Linked DNA regions of Macaca mulatta: region 1 is linked to region 2. A link is a contact called in public Hi-C data. All regions are on one chromosome and are shown on one strand. Each heading gives the region's core, a stretch centred on a gene start, on an enhancer-like site or on the middle of the called end of the contact. The rest is flanking DNA. Distances are from core to core; before and after follow the strand shown. Region 1 overlaps LOC106994412 (a long non-coding RNA gene). Region 2 holds the start of MTCL1 (microtubule crosslinking factor 1).

Region 1 (4,112 bases), core at 827-3,326, 270 kb before region 2:
GTCTGACTGGCCTGTGTCCCATGCCCACGGTCATTCTTAGTGTGAATTTTTCTGTCTACACCTGTTATTTCTTTCCTTTCCTTCTACCCACCAATCTTTAATTTCCTATCTAATCACCCCCAGACTCTGCTTTTGGGCACCCCATTAATCCCACGCTCTCCTCACACAATCTCTGGGCCAGGACTCCTTTCTCTCAGAGTCCTGGGCCTCACTCTTCACTTTTCCCATACTGACATGATGGTCTTGCTTTCCTCTGCATGTCCCAGCAGCGACCTGCGAGTGCTCAGTCCCCTGCTGAGGAACCTCATGCAGGATGGTGACGATGGCTGAAGGTGGAGAACCCGGGACAGCCTGTCACTTACAACATAGCCACACTCCCAAGAGTCAGCAAGCCTGGCCTGGTGCAGTGACTCATGCCTGTAATTCCAGCACTTTGGGAGACCAAGGTGGGCGGATCACCTGAGGTCAGAAGTTCGAGACCAGTCTGGCCAGCATGGTGAAACCCTGTCTGTACTTAAAAAAAAATACAAAAATTAGCTGGGCATGGTCATGGAGGACTGTAATCCCAGCACTTTTACAGTGCTGGGCGTGGGTGGGGGACGCTTGTAATCCTCAGCCTCCTAGCACCTCTAATCCTGGGAGACTGAGGCAGGAGAATCACTTGAACCCAGGAGGCAGAGGGTGCAGTAAGCCGAGATCGCACTACTGCACTCCAGCCTGGGCGACAGAGCAAGACTATGTCTCAAAAAAAAAAAAAAAAAAAAAAAAAAAAAAGAAGAAGAGTCAGCAAACCAGTGACATTGTCCCTGGTTTGCCATGGACCCTCCCCGTGCACATGTCCATATCCAGATCAAATGTGGTCTCCATGAAACTTGTGAAGCAACAGCTTCCATTTAATCAACACTTGCCGTGTGCTGGGGGCTGTATGAGTGTTTTCTTGATGCCTCTACTCAGCCTGCTCCAGGATGGAGCTGACGGAACTCTTTGCTCCCTGCCTGCTGATCAGTTTCCTCAAAATATGTGAACCAAGACTCACTGTTCCCAGGTGGTCCTGCCTCCAGTCTGGCTGCAGGTCTCTCTTCCCCTCTGCCTCTCTCAGTGGTCAATCCCATGTCTGCCTTTGTTACATAGAGCACCACTAGTTGACCATCCTCCTCCTACGAGAACAGATTAGAATGCAAATAACAATTCCCTGGGCTGTTGTCTGACACCAGGGATCCTTATATACCTTGGGAGATACCACCTCAGAATGACTGAAATAGAACAACAAATTGAAGCTGCTGCAATTTCACAACCTGGATGAATGAATTGAGTAACCACCTCAAGTGAGAATCTGTGTGTGCACACACAACACAGCAAAGGACGATGTCCCTCCTGGAGTTGGAGTCTCTGGTTTAGAGAAAGAGAAAATATAATCTGAATGGCATTAGGAGACAGAAAGGAAGTGCTTGCAGAGCAGAGAGATGACACTTTGGTTGGGGAAATCAAGAGACGCTGGATGAGAGGAGGGTCATGGGCCTGGGGAAGAGACCAATTGGGTTCAAATCCCAGCTTTGCCATGGACCAGCTCCAGGACCTCACTGTGCCTCGGTGCCCTTAACCATACCTACCTCAGAAGATTTCTGTGAGAATTACATGAGAAAACACTCATAAAGCCCCCAGCACACGGCAAGTGTTGATTAAATGGAAGCTGTTGCTTCACAAGTTTCATGGAGACCACATTTGATCTGGATATGGACATGTGCACGGGGAGGGTCCATGGCAGTGTCAGGCACTCCCACAGGAGAGGGCTCTCAAAGGAGTAACAATCCCCTTCTTTTGTGCGGAGAAGCCTTAATGGTACCAATCCTCAGTGATACCAATTTTCAAAAATTTATCTTTAAATGTAATAGGCCTTGGAATCAACTGCTAAAGAAAGCCACTAATTAAAAAAAAAGACAGGGCGCACAGGCGTCCATTGTGGGAAGGACTAAGGACTCTCCAAGTTTCATGGTCTAAAGCTACCCACCTGTAAGTGGGCAAACAACATTCAAGTCTGGACGGACTTGCCCAGAGAGGGCATTTCTCCCCGAGGTGGCTAGGTGGCGATAGAAGCATGCTGAAGCAGCAAGGATGTACCAGTCCTCGCTGGTACCAGAGCGGCTCTGCAGCTCTCAGGCTCAGGGTAGCAGGCATCCCCCACCCCCCAACACACAGCCCACCAGCACCCCACACATCCCCACCGCCTTCCTCTCCTCTCATCCTGCCTTTCTGTCTTCAAATATTTCCTGAAAGACTAATATGTCTCAGGCAAACACATGCACTACGATGCAGAAATGTATGAAAAATTCTATGGAAGGCCGGGCGCGGTGGCTCAAGCCTGTAATCCCAGCACTTTGGGAGGCCGAGACGGGCGGATCATGAGGTCAGGAGATCGAGACCATCCTGGCTAATACGGTGAAACCCCGTCTCTACTAAAAAATACAAAAAATTAGCCGGGCGAAGTGGCGGCTGCCTGTAGTCCCAGCTACTCGGGAGGCTGAGGCAGGAGAATGGCGTGAACCCGAGAGGAGGAGCTTGCAGTGAGCTGAGATCCGGCCACTGCACTCCAGCCTGGGTGACAGAGCAAGACTCCATCTCAAAAAAAAAAAAAAAGAAAAGAAAAGAAAAATTCTATGGAAATACCAAGTTTTATGTTTAATATGAATGTTACGTTGTCATGTTTGAGAAATGCATATCTGTTAAGAAGTCTCATCAAAACCCTAAAAGGTCCCCTCAAAGCTTTTACCTACCTAAACGCTGTTCAACGTTGTTGGGACTACACTTGGTTTAAGAAAACAAAACAAAACAAAACAATTTAACAGTAAGTATGGAAAGAGGACGGCTTTGCCAAAACACAGTCTTGAGTTCAACTCCTGGCTGCAATACCAACAGCAGTGTGACCTCAGACAAGCAATCCGATCTCTCTGAGCCTCAGATTCTACAACTATAAAAGGTGATAGATCATTGCACGTATATGGATATGACATTTAGTAGGTGCCCAACAGACTGGAGATCCTTGCACTGTGCTCTCTAGAGTAGGAAAAGCTCAGCATGTGGCTACCTGCGTAGAGAAAAGAGGTAAGTGTCTGAGCCAATGAGTAGAGATACTCACTCTCCAGGCTCACCTGGGGAGAGACTGAGGGACTAAATGCACACAGCTCTGCACGCATCAAACATCGGTTAACTTAAGCACCCCCAGCACTTGAAACTTAGGGGGAGAAGATTAAGGTAGTCTGAGATGTGCTTATTACCAAGCAAGAAGAGTTCACGCCAAGATTTTTCTTGAGTACTTAATCTGGGTGAGGCCCAAGTCAGGCAAGAGAAGAATTATCACAAACTGAGTGGGAAACTGTCCAGGTGGCGAAGCTTTGTGAGCAATGGTGTGATGCCTGGGCAAAGACAGAGCGGGGGCAGAGAGAAAGGAAATAGAATCGAGTCAGGAGATCTGTTCCCTGGTGTGCATGCCATTATTAGTCAATTTTGTCAGCTGGTTTCTGGGTAATTGATGGCACAGGCTCAGAGTTGACTGACTTGTACCGAGGGGGGACTCCCAGGGGAATCTGGGTCTGGATTGAGCCGCAGTGAATTTGACATGTAGTAAAGTATTAGGAACTGCAGGTGCTCCAGATGACCTCATAAAGGGTTCATTTTGAGATTGTGAAGTTTGCTGTTAGAACAGAGCTGTGATGTGTAAGAAGAAACTTAGACTTGTCTAGAAAGGGCTATTTCTCCCCAAGGTGGGTTCAGGACCTTTGCTTGAGGGAAGGTCCAGTGTCACTATCTGTCCCCCATGGGACTTTAGACAGGTAACTCATGACTTCTAAATCAGGCTAAAGCAGGGCTTGTGGTGGGCAGAGTCCTGGGCCTTCCTCCTGGTATACACCCCCTGGATAACCCCCTGCCCTGAGTGTCATGGGACCTGTGAATATGGTGGGACATCACACCCATGATTATCTTTCATGGTATGGCAAAGGTGAAGGGTTTCTGCCACTAGAGTATCCAATCTGTTGATTCTGAGTTAATGGAGGGGAGGTTATCCTGGGTGAACCTGGCCTAGTTAGGTGAGTCTTTGAAAAGAGGGTCCAGAAGCC
Region 2 (4,618 bases), core at 206-2,705:
CCAGGTCTTGCTGCTCCTTCCAGAAGTTTAGGCTTAAGTTCCCAATGCCTGACAATGCGGGGGCAGGACCGTGGAGGGCAGGAGGGAGAAGGCGCTGGACAGGCCCAGGAAGGCGGGGTTGGCGGGTCCCCGCCGCAGCCAGGCCCTCCGGGGGCGCCCCGGGACACCTGCGGCCGAGGCGCGGCTCACCTTGAGATAGTCGTTCTCCGAGCGCAGCTCCTCCATCTCCCGCAGCAGCTCCTCTTCCTCCGCCGCTGGCACAAGCCGAGGCTGCTCGCCCAGGCTGGGCTCCTTGGGGGTCCCGGGGACTGGTCGCTCCGGCGGTGCGCGACCCCGGGCATCCTCCGCCGCGCCGGGCCCCGCGAAACCCCCGGAAACCCCGCCCGGGATGCTCCGGCCCCCGGGACAGGAGCCCGCGGCGAGGGGCGCGGCGAGGAGCGCTGGGGGCTCGGGGCTGCCCGGCGGCGCTCCTCGGGCTGCGGGGCTCGGCGTCGGCGCTCCTCGGGGGGGTTCTCGGTCGCTGGAGCCCGTGCCAGATTCGGCGTCGCTGCTGGCGGCAGGGAGCAGGCGCTGCTCGTCGGACAGGGGTTCGGAGGGGCAGTCGGAGAGGTCGGAGCTGCTGTCCGTGTGGCTGATGCGCGAGCAGCGGACCGGAGACCCGGCCACCGAGGTCACCGCGAGGGTCACGGCAGGGATCCGGGCGGCCGGGGTCGGGGGAACGATGGTGCGGGCGGGTGGCGCCCGGGAGCCGCGCTTGGCTTTGCGGCCCTTGGCAGCGGCGGGCGGCGGCTCGGCTCCGGGAGGCTTCCCAGCCCGGGACAGCGGCTCCGCGGGCGCCACGCGCGCCGCCCTCCTGCTTCCCAGGGCAGCCTTGGCACCGCCCGCCGCTCTGGCCCCGGCGCCCGGCGGGGGCTTGTCCTTCGCGCCCGGGACGCCGCCGCTGCGCCGGGAGAGGCGGCCGGGCGCGGCCAGGGACCCCGGCGAGGGCGGCGCCTTGCCCGCGAGGTTGGGCGAGCGCGGGGCGGCGGACGCCGGGGCTCGGCCCGAGGAGGGGACGGCCGGGCCGGGCGCGGCGGGCCGGGCGTGCAGGTCCTTAAGGAAGGGTCTGGCGGGCGAGGGCGCTCGGTGCAGCCGCCGCCTGTCGGCCACCGGGTGGAGGTGGTGGTGGCGGTGGTGCTGGCCGGGCGGCTGCAGCTTCGCGTCCGGGGCGCCTCCGCCCGCGGGGCCGTTCAGCGTCTCCATGGCGGGGTCCGCGGGCAGCAGCTCAGGCGGCAGACGCTCCGGGCGGCGACGGCTGCGGCGGCGGCGGCGGCGGCGTGCAGCCTCCCCGCGCACTCGCTCATCACTGTCCCAGCCCCGCCCGGGCTGCGCCCCGCGCTCCCGCCGTTCCCCGCCCCCCGCACCCCGGCCCCAAGGATTCCCGCGGGGTTCGCCGCCGCCGCGCTCGCCCCTCGCTGATGTCACCGTGGATCGAGTTCTCCCGGCTCAGCAGCGCGGCGGCTCCTGGCCGCTCGCATCCCCGGACCCCGCGCTCCGGGTTCGCGGTCACCGGTGCCGCGGCGGCGCTGGCGGCGCGCGCCCGGCTCCCGCGTCCCGCTCCCCGCCCACCGCCGGCCCGCTACGGCCCGCGCCCGCCCCCGCCGCTCCCGGCTGAGAGAAGCCGCACGCGCGCGCCCCGCCGCCCCGCGCCCTCGCCCGCTGCCCGTGCGCATGCCCCGCCTCCAGCCAGCCGGCGCCGCGCGGGGGAGGGGCGAGGGAAGGGGCGGGGCTTGCGCTTCCCGGGGGGCGGGCGCCCGGCAGGGACGGGGCGGGGCCTGCGCGCCCTTGGGAGCAGGCGCAGGCTGGGTCCCCGCGCCCTCGCCGCCCGGGGACCTCCTTGCTTTTTGAGGCCCTAGAGACGCTGCCAGGAGCTAGGGAGGAAGGGAAGAGGCGGAGGCGAAGTGGGGGCAAGGGGCGGCACCGGCCACTTGGGGAAGGCATGTGCGGCGGCTGACAACGCCCCCCTTGTGCCCCTCCATCCGCCGCCCGCTTCCCCGAGGCCCGTCCCCTCCCCCGCGTCCTGTCTAAGCTGTGCCCCTGGTCCCCGAGCTCCTTTAAGGATCGCTGGTACCAGACACAGCTCTCGCGTCAAAATGGCACGGCGGGCGCTCCACAGTTGGCACCCCTGTGGCCTCGGGAGTTCAGAAGAGGAGGAGCTGCTGCCCAAACAGGAGAAGCCTTTGCCAAGCTGGGGTCAGAAAGGGAACTCGCATTTATAGTTCCGGCTGCGAGCCAGGCCTGCTGGCCACTTACTGGGCATTGTTTTATTTAAACCTCACCACAGTCCCGGATTGGAATTGCTGTCTTCGGTAAAGACTAGGGCACCGGCGCAGGGAGGTGAAGTCACTTGCCTGCGATGCCTCACCCAGTGCCTGGCTGAGCGGGCTTAAACTCAGGTCCTCAGGATTCCGAGTCCTGCAGGCTCTCCGCTTAGACAGCCCGGAGCCCGGGCACCGGTTCTACCTCTTGAAGGCACTAGACCTTTCTGAGCCCCAGTTCCCTCGCCTGCATCATTAAAACGTACTGCCACCTGAGTGTGTGTGAAGATTGAGCAAATACCAGAACACACCGTGCAAACTGTAAAGTGCAGTTCACATCCCATTGGGTGCAGTTTATGTCCCAGGCGTTGGATGTTGGCCAGTGTCCATAGGAATAAGGGCCAGCCTGTCCTCTAGCCCTGGCGTTGCAGGAGACAGAGGGTCAGGTAATAATTACAAGGTGGAGGGCGGGAGCGTAACCCCGCCTTGGAAGGCTTGCATTTTCCTGGAAGGACGGGTTGGTCTCGCAGCTGAGGGCCCAGGACACAGTAGAGCCTGCAGAGAGCAGGGCCCCTAGGCGGGGAGGCAGGTGGGTTAGGGATTAGAGGGGAGACTGGAGGGTGTGTGGCACCGAATATCCTACCAAGACCGTTGGGCATTAAACTAGAGGCGGTAGCCAGGGCAATTCTGAGCAAGATGATCTGATGTGCTCAGAAAGACCCCGGGGGCACCAGCCTGGAGGAGAGGGAGGTGGGCCATGGGAGCTGCGAGTGGCTGTGGCAGTATGCGCGGTGAGGGGGCCGAGGGAGCAGGGACAGAAAAGTGGGGGGGGGGGCGACTCACAAAAATAAAGAAAAAATCGACTCCAAAGTCTGTGATCTTAACCACAGATTTACCCTACTTAGCCATCTCCTTCAAAAAATGCAGGATGAACCCTTTTTTTGTAATCCTGTAAGTCAGGAGAGCCCTGCCCCGAAGTCGTCCTGCCTGGCCCTGGCTGAGCTCTGGGGACACTGAGACCTCGCCTGCTCCGCTGCTGTTGTGCTCTTTGTGAGTCGTTTTTCTGGGAATGCCTCTGAATGTGAGACGGCACGCACGAAACCCAATCTCCACGAAATCCAATTCCTTAATCTCCTTTGAGGCTAATGCCCTAGCCGTTTCTCCCGCGCTGGGAGAAGGACACTGTGGGCTCCGCGGTGGGCGTGGATGACCGCGCAGCCCGAAAGGCTTGAGAGGTGTCGGCCGCCGCGCGCGCCGGGCCGGCTGTCCCCAGAGGGCGCTCTAGCGCTCCCCTTCCGCGGGAGGGGGCTCGCGGTCCGGCCAGAGCACAACCGACCTCTGCCTAGAACTTCCTCCAGAGACCCTGAAGCCTCCCACACCCTCACATTTCCGAAGAATTATGGCCGGGACTCTCAGCACAAGCTTGCCAGCTTCTCACACCAAATACACTCAAGGAAAGGGCCCCCCAACAATGTTTCAATACGTTAGTCTTCCAAAGACAGTAGCTTGATGACCGTAGGATTTGCAGCCAGCTTCTCTTTCTTTCAGGTAATAAGTCAGATAAAATTCATCTTCCTTATTACTTATTATTTGCCCGGCAAATGGGACTACTAGCCCTTTGTAAGGAAGTATTCAATCAATGCTTTCCCTTTTTTTTTCTCTCTTCCTTTTTTTTTTAAGAGATGGGGTCTTGCTATGTTGCCCAGACTGAAGTCAAACTTCCTGGGCTTAAGCCATCCTCCCACCTCAGCCTCCCAAGTAGCTGGGACTACAGGCATGCACCACCCAGCCCAGCCAATAATGCTTTCTTTGTTTTCCAGTATTCAGTGAGTTACAGGTATAAAGAGATACCTGCTTGCATAATAGATGTTTTTAAAGTCATTCAAAAAAAAAAAAAAAAAAAACAGAAAAGAAAAAGTAGCCCAGGTGTGGTGGCTCACGCCTGTAATCCCAGCATCTTGGGAGGCCAAGGTGGGCAGAGAACTTGAGCTCAGGAGTTTGAGATAAGCCTGGGCAACATGGCAAAATCCTGTCTCTACCAAAGAAAAAAGCAAAAATAAGCTGGGCATGGTGGCGCACACCTGTAGTCCCAGCTACTTGGGAGGCTGAGGTGGGAGGCTCCCTCAAGCCCAGGAGGGGAGGTTGCAGTGAGCCATGATCACGCCACTGCACTACAGCCTGTGTGATGGGAGTGAAACCCTGTTTCAAAAAAATGGGAAGGAAAGAAGGAAGGAAGGAAGGGAAGGAGGGAGGGGAGGAAAGGAAGGGAGGAAGGGAAGGAGGGAGCAAAGAAAGGAAACACGTGATTTTAAGGTCTTTTT

The links. A called contact is a pair of places that touch in the nucleus more often than the background predicts.
Region 1: a contact with region 2 is called in a Hi-C map of fetal cortical plate, with 1.8 times the contacts expected there. The contact joins the enhancer-like site here to the promoter of MTCL1 in region 2. A contact is called at or near these places in 5 of 14 Hi-C or Micro-C datasets (CD4 T cells, fetal cortex germinal zone, fetal cortical plate and 2 more).

Annotation. Positions count from the first base shown.
Region 1 is chr18:80,007,530-80,011,641 of T2T-MMU8v2.0, reverse strand. The region is part of intron 4 of LOC106994412 (a long non-coding RNA gene); the gene reads right to left. Among named protein-coding and RNA genes, the nearest start is that of NDUFV2, 94 kb to the left of the region's middle. Within about 2 kb of position 2,076, at least 6 of the 40 cell types and tissues checked have an H3K27ac peak or open chromatin away from gene starts, as enhancers often do. A contact at or near this core is called in fetal cortex germinal zone and fetal cortical plate, where this site is marked.
Region 2 is chr18:79,738,419-79,743,036 of T2T-MMU8v2.0, reverse strand. It overlaps MTCL1 (microtubule crosslinking factor 1), which reads right to left and starts at 1,455. Exons shown (of 15, transcript XM_077975241.1): 1 at 190-1,455. The coding sequence starts at 1,242.